Linked DNA regions of Zea mays: region 2 is linked to region 1. A link is a contact called in public Hi-C data. All regions are on one chromosome and are shown on one strand. The core of a region is the stretch at or near the end of the contact, and the rest is flanking DNA. Distances in the headings are between cores, read along the strand shown. Region 1 holds the start of LOC100279470. Region 2 holds the start of LOC100284456.

Evidence for each region. A called contact is a pair of places that touch in the nucleus more often than the background predicts.
Region 2: a Hi-C map of ear shows a contact between it and region 1, with 1.7 times the contacts expected there. The contact joins the promoter of LOC100284456 here to the promoter of LOC100279470 in region 1. A contact is called at or near these places in 6 of 25 Hi-C or Micro-C datasets (bundle sheath, ear, leaf and 1 more).

The regions. Positions count from the first base shown.
Region 1 is chr7:167,686,404-167,690,130 of Zm-B73-REFERENCE-NAM-5.0, reverse strand. It overlaps LOC100279470, which reads left to right and starts at 1,964. Exons shown (of 4, transcript NM_001360975.1): 1 at 1,964-2,192.
Region 2 is chr7:167,971,476-167,975,202 of Zm-B73-REFERENCE-NAM-5.0, reverse strand. It overlaps LOC100284456, which reads left to right and starts at 1,913. Exons shown (of 2, transcript NM_001157351.2): 1 at 1,913-2,718; 2 at 2,830-3,432. The coding sequence starts at 2,029. The coding sequence ends at 3,024.

The DNA.
Region 1 (3,727 bases), core at 715-3,214:
TCTTCTTCTCATTTTCAAAAACCCTAATTTTAAATTTAGGGTTTAATTCCACTTCTAAGAAGTATTATCTTATTATTATTACCTTATTATTTCATTCAATGCACAAACATATAACTCCAACATGATGCATATTTTTTTATCCTTTGTTTTAGTTCATCTCTAAATTTTATGTATGCTCTTTTTATGATGCAAGCGAGGAACATATAATAAGGAAATCACTATATAATCCCTTTATACAATTTTGAGTATTACAATATACCTTCGTATTACCTTGTGACATGAAGCAATGTGGTGTAATGGATGGGCTTGTAGAAGCGATAACATCGTCCGAGCATGAACAATCACCATAATCATCAAGTATGCTTGAGATAGAACAATCATTTGCATCACTTGAGTTTGAGCCATCACAGTCATGATTATCAAGTGAACTTATGGTATGCCTTCATCATCATCACTTGACCATGAGGTGGAGCAATCTTCCACAACCACTATGTTGTGGATGTGCTCAACATCCTCGTTAGAGATCCTCCCATATACACCATCAAGTTATGTCCAAATATCATCAGCGGTATTCATATACATAATTTCCTTGAACACCTCATCACTTATCCATTGATATAAAATGTTAGTATCTTGGTATTCAAGATGTAAGCATTTATCTTTGGCTTGGGTGAGATCTTTTGTTTTCTCATCCAAGGGACTAGAAAAGCCAACACTCACAATCCACCATAATTTCGCATCAATAACACGGGAATAATAACTCTTACAAGCTTTCCTCTGTGCAAAGTGTGTGCCAAATGTGTGGATCACAAGTAACCACTATACCTTTAGTCGCCATCCTACTTACTCTCGGGTTGGTTAAGGCCACCAAATGAGAGAACCAGGCTCCGATACCACTTGTAGGATCTAGATGATGGACTAGATGGGGGTGAATAGTTCTTTCTAAAACTAATTATGTTGGCTAACACGAATAAATTTGGAATTAATACTGTTTTGGTCTAGCCAAGACTGTACCCCTTTAACTATAACAAACACCTGACAAAAGATTCTAATCGAAGCAACTAAGGTGCCAAGTTAGTGAAAGAGCTCTCCCACCTAAATCTAGTTAGCAAGATCATACAAACTTATGCAACTATAATTCTAAGCACACCGAGAGCTCCTAACCATACTACTAAGCAAAGCGCACAAAGCACAAGCCACTACTAGCAAAACTCACTAGTTGCACTACACAAGCACAACGAGAGAGAAACAACTACTTAGCTACACAAGCTAAGCAAAATGGATCAGCTACACAAGCTAACAAGTGAGTAATTATTTTACAACAAGTATGACTAGATATACAAGAGCAACAAATACTCACTAGCATAAGCATATGAACAAGTAAATACAAGCTAGTGAGGAAAGTTGAAAACCAACGGGGAGTTGACAACACTTGACACAATGATTTTTCTCGTGGTGTCAATGACTTGCCGGTCACCCATAGCCCACATTGAGGTAGATTCAAAGCACCCAACCGCTCCTCTATGAAGTCTCTACTTGATCTCTTGAGTCTGCTAGTTTATTTTTCAACAAAAATGCGACAATAAAGAAATAGAGATAATATTCATTATGTCACATAAATATTTAGTTGTACTATGTATAATACGCTAATATTAATAGATATAGCTATTTATTTTATAAATTTTATCATGTTTTGTAGTTTAACGTAGCTTTAGCGCAGACGACACACTACTAGTTTGATCAAGCCGGCAGCGAAAGAGTTCAAAATCTATAGCCAAGCCTAGGCCCAGTAATGTAACAGGGTGGTTCAGTGAGGCCTCTGTAAGCCCAGTAGGATTTCTACTGGCCCGGCCTAGCCCGCTTAAATTCTCTGGGTCCAGTTCCACGTCCTCCCTTCTGCTGCCCCGTTTAGCCTCAAAGCAACTCTCACACGGTCTCAGTCCGTCTCACACACAGACACACACACCATCGTCGTCCTCTGCACTTCGGCAGCGCCCGCGCCACGCCAGGCAGCACCATCGCCGCCGCACGTCCACTTCGCCAGCGGTCGCATCTCCGGCATCCCGCCGCCGGAGCACGTCATCCATCTCGAAGTAATTCGCGTGTTTCCTCGTTCGTCTTCGTCGTTGCCCTCTCGGCTGAATCGCGTGGAGTGGAGATCCGTCCGGGCCTGCGGGCGTTTCCATTTTCTGGTAAGCCTCCTTCCTCATCTTGCTTCGATGGATGGTTACTTGAACTGTGTTGCGTACTTGCGTGGGATCTCATCCCTGTGCGCGCAATCGAATCCGCATCTCTACATCGTCCAGCCCATCGGTTATATATAAAACTTATAAGCGGATTTCTCTGCTTGGCGACAGGCTAGTGGTCTAATACATGCATCCATTGATGTTAATTCAATGGCTCGATTTCGTTCCTGTTTTCTCTGACGCGCAAGATCGGTCCCTGTTGACTCCCTTACGACCTGGCGCAATTCGCTGTGCAACTCGCGAAAAATTTGGGGGCATAGACTGTGAATCGGTGCCTTGCTTGTGAGGATTCATAAAGCGATTAGTGGATTGAGCGTAACACGCAGTAGCTGCCAGCTGGGATGCTAATGCTTTGGTGGGGGGGATGACTGAAAAATGTCGTCGTTGTTATTTTTCTTCCCTTTGCTTTGCTACCCTGACGAAAATGCAGCCATGATTAGCGCAAAGCTTTTTTTTTCCCCTTCTCTTTGAACCTAGTAAAAATCGTGTATATTTGCATTAGGAAATGATGGAACGCGGAAAGGCAAAACCAACTGTTAGGAGGACCTCGGACGTATCACAGATTTAGAAGCATTGTAGATGCTACCGGATGACATTGTTGAACTCGCTAGCAACTTCCCTTTTGTCCTTCCGTGCCTCGAATCCCAGCCGGGGATGTTCGGCGCTGACGCTGACACATGTTTTGGTGCGTCACATGTGATATTTTGCTAATCCTGTACAGTTTTTCACGGTGTTTAGGCTGTTTGGCGGATATGGTCGGATTGATTGGTTTAAATTTCGGAGAATACATTTTTTCCCAAAAGTTTGACCACATCACCACCATCTTCTTTATTTAGCCACGTTTAACCAATATTTATTTATAATTCTGTTTTTTTGCTGTGGAATAATATTTATTTGACTTCTGCTCAGCGATACATAGTGTTTTTTGAAAAAAAAGAAGCGAGATAGTGGAATTTATTAAAAGTGTAGCTATTGGTACAGGACACACAACAAATGCACATGTAAAAATGTTTCTCAATTTTCATGTACCGGTGCCGTTTAGCAAGATTCCTAAAGTACCAGCTACCCGTAGCAAATTGATTTTTTTTCACGCTTACAATTATTTATGCACATGAAAATGTTTGTCAAAAAAGATTGCACGGGGCAGGGAGGGGGGGGGGAGTCTCAGTGCTAGCGATGGTTTGCTTCGCTCACATTGTATTGTACAGTTACTATGTTGGCACTAAAATAAAAAAATCTAGTTCCACATTAAAAAAAAGGTCTGCAACTTTTATGACAATGTTTTAACCAGAATATATGTTGCATATAATAGTAGCAGTTAAAAACAATAAAAAAATATATAATTCACTCGCATATGATGCATTCAAAGCTGTGCGTGATATCTTGATTGATAATCTTTTCAGGATCTTATTTGCTAAGGTCTAGAATCTACCACGTACACTGTGTACAACTAGATCTAATTATGGGCCACTCGATCTGAC
Region 2 (3,727 bases), core at 664-3,163, 290 kb before region 1:
ACTGTTGTTAGGTGCTTCATGGCACCAAGCTAGTACTATGTGCCGGACTGCCGGTAGCTTTCAGATGGCGAAGAGAGAGAGAGAGAGAGAGAGAGAGAGAGAGAGAGAGAGAGAGTGCTTAGCAAGTGTGAAAGATGCCGCGTCGAAACGTGAAACGGGAGGAGGGACACACGGTGGGCCACACCCACGTCCGTGTGTCCGTGTGTCTGTGTGCGCGCGGCAGCAGGTGTGCACTGCACAGTTTCGCGATTCCGACACTGGTCCCCTAGTGCGTTCTGCGGCCTTGGGGGCCGTTCTGCACCCCCGTTCCGTTTCCCCTTCCGAGCTCTGAGAGCCAACTATATACCAGTCTACCACCCCACCTCAAAATTCTTCCACTACCCATACCCGCAAAGGTTTTTAAAACCTGCCTTAACATCATCATTCATTATAAATATATCTTATAATATTATTAATTGGATATGTTCTAATTGAAATAAACTTTATATAACAAATTTTAAGCTAAAATTAGTTATCACTTGTTCCTTTTATCCTAGCTTATTAATGTATTGATTGTTATTTACATGGTGAATTATTTTTTATGTTGGTGTTAGTTGGTATGGAAAACCCGTTGGGTACCCGAAATCCCCACAGGTATAGGTTTAGGCAAATTTTATATCCGTCATGGGTATGAGTTTTTTAGCAGCCGTATTTTTTCTTCGCGGATATAAATTTGAGCAAGTAATACCTAACGAGTTTTTAACGGTTGCCATCTTTAGATGGCACGCCACAGACTCTCGCTCGCAAAAAAGATGCTTCCACCAGACGTATCTCCCTCGATATTGGCAGGGCCCAGGCCCAGCCCACGCCTTGTCCACGTCTACCGGTTTATTTGTAATGGGCGCCGTTTATTATTAATTATCACATCGACGCAGCAGAGCTATCAGGGCCCCCACGCGGGGTTAACGCTAATTCCCCACCGCCTCCGCCTGCGTCCGTCTCCGTCATGTTTCACCCGTCAGTGCACGCGGTCAATTTCGTCACAGCAAGCCCACTCTTCTGATCGTGTTCGTGTGACGGTGACGTGTGTTGCCGCGGCCGACCACGTCTCTAATTAATCCCCCACCCATAATAACGGAATATCTATCCCTTTCTCTCTCTTTTCTTTCTATCCGGCTGGTACGTGAATAGGAGGAGGCGTACGTCACAAAAATTTGTCCGCCCCGGTCAAACGAAAGTTTAATAAGATTGATAACGATCTGAAATCATACCGGCGCTGTATGTGGTAAAGAGTTGTTTCCGCTGAGGTCCTCCTCCTCTTGTTTGTTCCTTATCATCAGCTGTGGAGGGCTACAAACCCTTGCTCGAGAGGCTAAAATCGACTGGAATTCGGTCAGCATGCATAATCACCGCAGAGTGGCTTTAATTCAGTCGTGTGTCAATTTGCTCGGATATGATATCTCCGCACACTGCACCGCCGCTACCGGAAGCACTGGAATGGTCGCCACCAATGATACCTGCCCATTGCACATCGATAACGAAAACAACTTGACGTGCGCGCAGGCGTATCTAACCGGGAGAAGATAACATGAAAACTCAGGCACTGATCGGTTGTGAGTCAGCGCACTTTGCCCACGCCACGCGACCCGTGCCCCTCCCACCCCACACACCCAAAAAAAAAAACGCCAGTTTGCTCCGGTGCCGGGAAAGCGAGACGAAGGTCACGAAAAAGCCGCGAGAAATGGACGTGAAATTTGGGAAATAAGTATCCAGGACGGCCAATGGTCCTGTAAAATAACACCAATCTGTTCCTCTGTTGGTTCGCCGCCCTACGCTAGTGTGGTGGGCGCTGGCCAGGCACCGCCTCCGGCTTCTATTTAAGAAGGCGCGCCCCCGCCACCATCCTACCCACCACACACCACCACCACCACCACCGCACACCCGGCGGCGCCAAGCCCTTCGACCAGGTAGCTGACCAGCATAGCGGCAGATGGTTTCGCGGCCGCTAGAGACTTAGCGTCGACGAAGAGGGAGGAAGCGGCGTGCCACATGTTGAGTGAGCAGACGGCGGCTAGCACTAGCAGCAGCGGCGGCGGCGTCGAGCGTCAGGACAGGTGGCTGCAGCCGGTGGCGGAGAACGAGGAGGAGGAGGAGGAGTTCAGGGACATCCACGCGCTGAGCCCGCCGCCGAGCCAGCCGTCGTCGTACCGCCGGGCGCGCGGCGGCGAGCCGTGGGGGTCCGCCGCGGGCGGGAGCAGGCACACGTCCGTCCGCTCCGTGGGGAGCGACACCGCGCCCAGCGAGCCCTTCCCGACTATGACCAGGGAGTTCTCGGCCATGGTCGCCGCAGCAGCCAGCGCCGCAGCAGACAGCCGTGACGCCGGCAGCGACGTCGTGGGCAGGGCCGAGGAGGAGGAGGAGGAGGAGCTGGAGGAGACCAACCCGCTGGCCATCGTGCCGGACAGCAACCCCATCCCGTCGCCGCGCCGGGGCCCGCCGCCCGCCGCCCCGGGCGCCGACGCGGCGGCGCTGGTGGCCGCCGACGGGCACGGAAGCCGCGAAGGCGGGGGGGTGTCCGTGGGGCAGGTCAGGAAGGAGGAGGTGGAGTCCAAGATCGCCGCGTGGCAGGTCGCCGAGGTGGCCAAGGTCAACAACCGCTTCAAGCGCGAGGAGGTCGTCATCAACGGCTGGGAGGGCGACCAGGTCGAGAAGGCCAGCGCGTGGCTCAAGAAGTACGAGGTAATTAATATCCATGGGTCTATAGCTTCAAAACCCAGCAAACCCCCCCTAATCATGTATCTGGATTGCCCAGTTCTGATATCGTCAGTGTTGTTATGTTGTATGGCACAGAGGAAGCTTGAGGAGAAGCGTGCCAAGGCGATGGAGAAGGCGCAGAACGAGGTGGCCAAGGCGCGGCGGAAGGCGGAGGAGAAGCGCGCGTCCGCGGAGGCCAAGCGGGGCACCAAGGTGGCGCGAGTGCTGGAGCTCGCCAACTTCATGAGGGCCGTGGGGAGGGCGCCCTCCACCAAGCGCTCCTTCTTCTGAACCCACCGGCCTCTTCTTCACCAGTTCCTCTGTCTTGCCGCCGCCGCCTGTGCAGTTCAGTTCAGTTCAGTTGTCCTGTGGGTCGGACCGTTCACCGCTTCACTCCACGGGATCAGGCACAGTGATCAGTGCCGTGCTAGCTGTGTGGAACGCTTGTTTTAGTGTTGTATCCACATGTACGATTTGTAACGTTTCCTTGCTTCTCCCGTTTCGTGTTTTCGTATGGTATCTATGGTATTGCAAAGTCCATGGCCACGATAGACAGGGAAAGCATATGTATACACCATTAGAAGGATGTGCTCTGCGCCTCTGCCCGAGTCTTGAGGACAGGAGCTGCATGTATTTTTCACCAATATAATGGTTGTGTATGTCAATTACGAAAAGATATGAACACCATTACCACCGCGTAAACTGGACCGCTTGCACACTTGATTTCTGAAGCAACGGCTTTCTTCGTTTCTGTTGTTTCTTTGTGTTAATTCCTTCGCTGCTGTGAAGCTTCCATATACCCAGCCCAGCAATGTTTTTAAGTGCTCAACGGGGAAGCTGTTTCTGACTAATGGAATGTCACCTCTCAACTCACAGCTGTTAACAAATGCGAGACTGAGAGGAATGGCAATCATCATTAACGCACAATATATCCTAGTATATCCGAAAGTGCCGTCTGCAAAAAAGGAGGCTGATGTGATGATAGGGCTAGGTC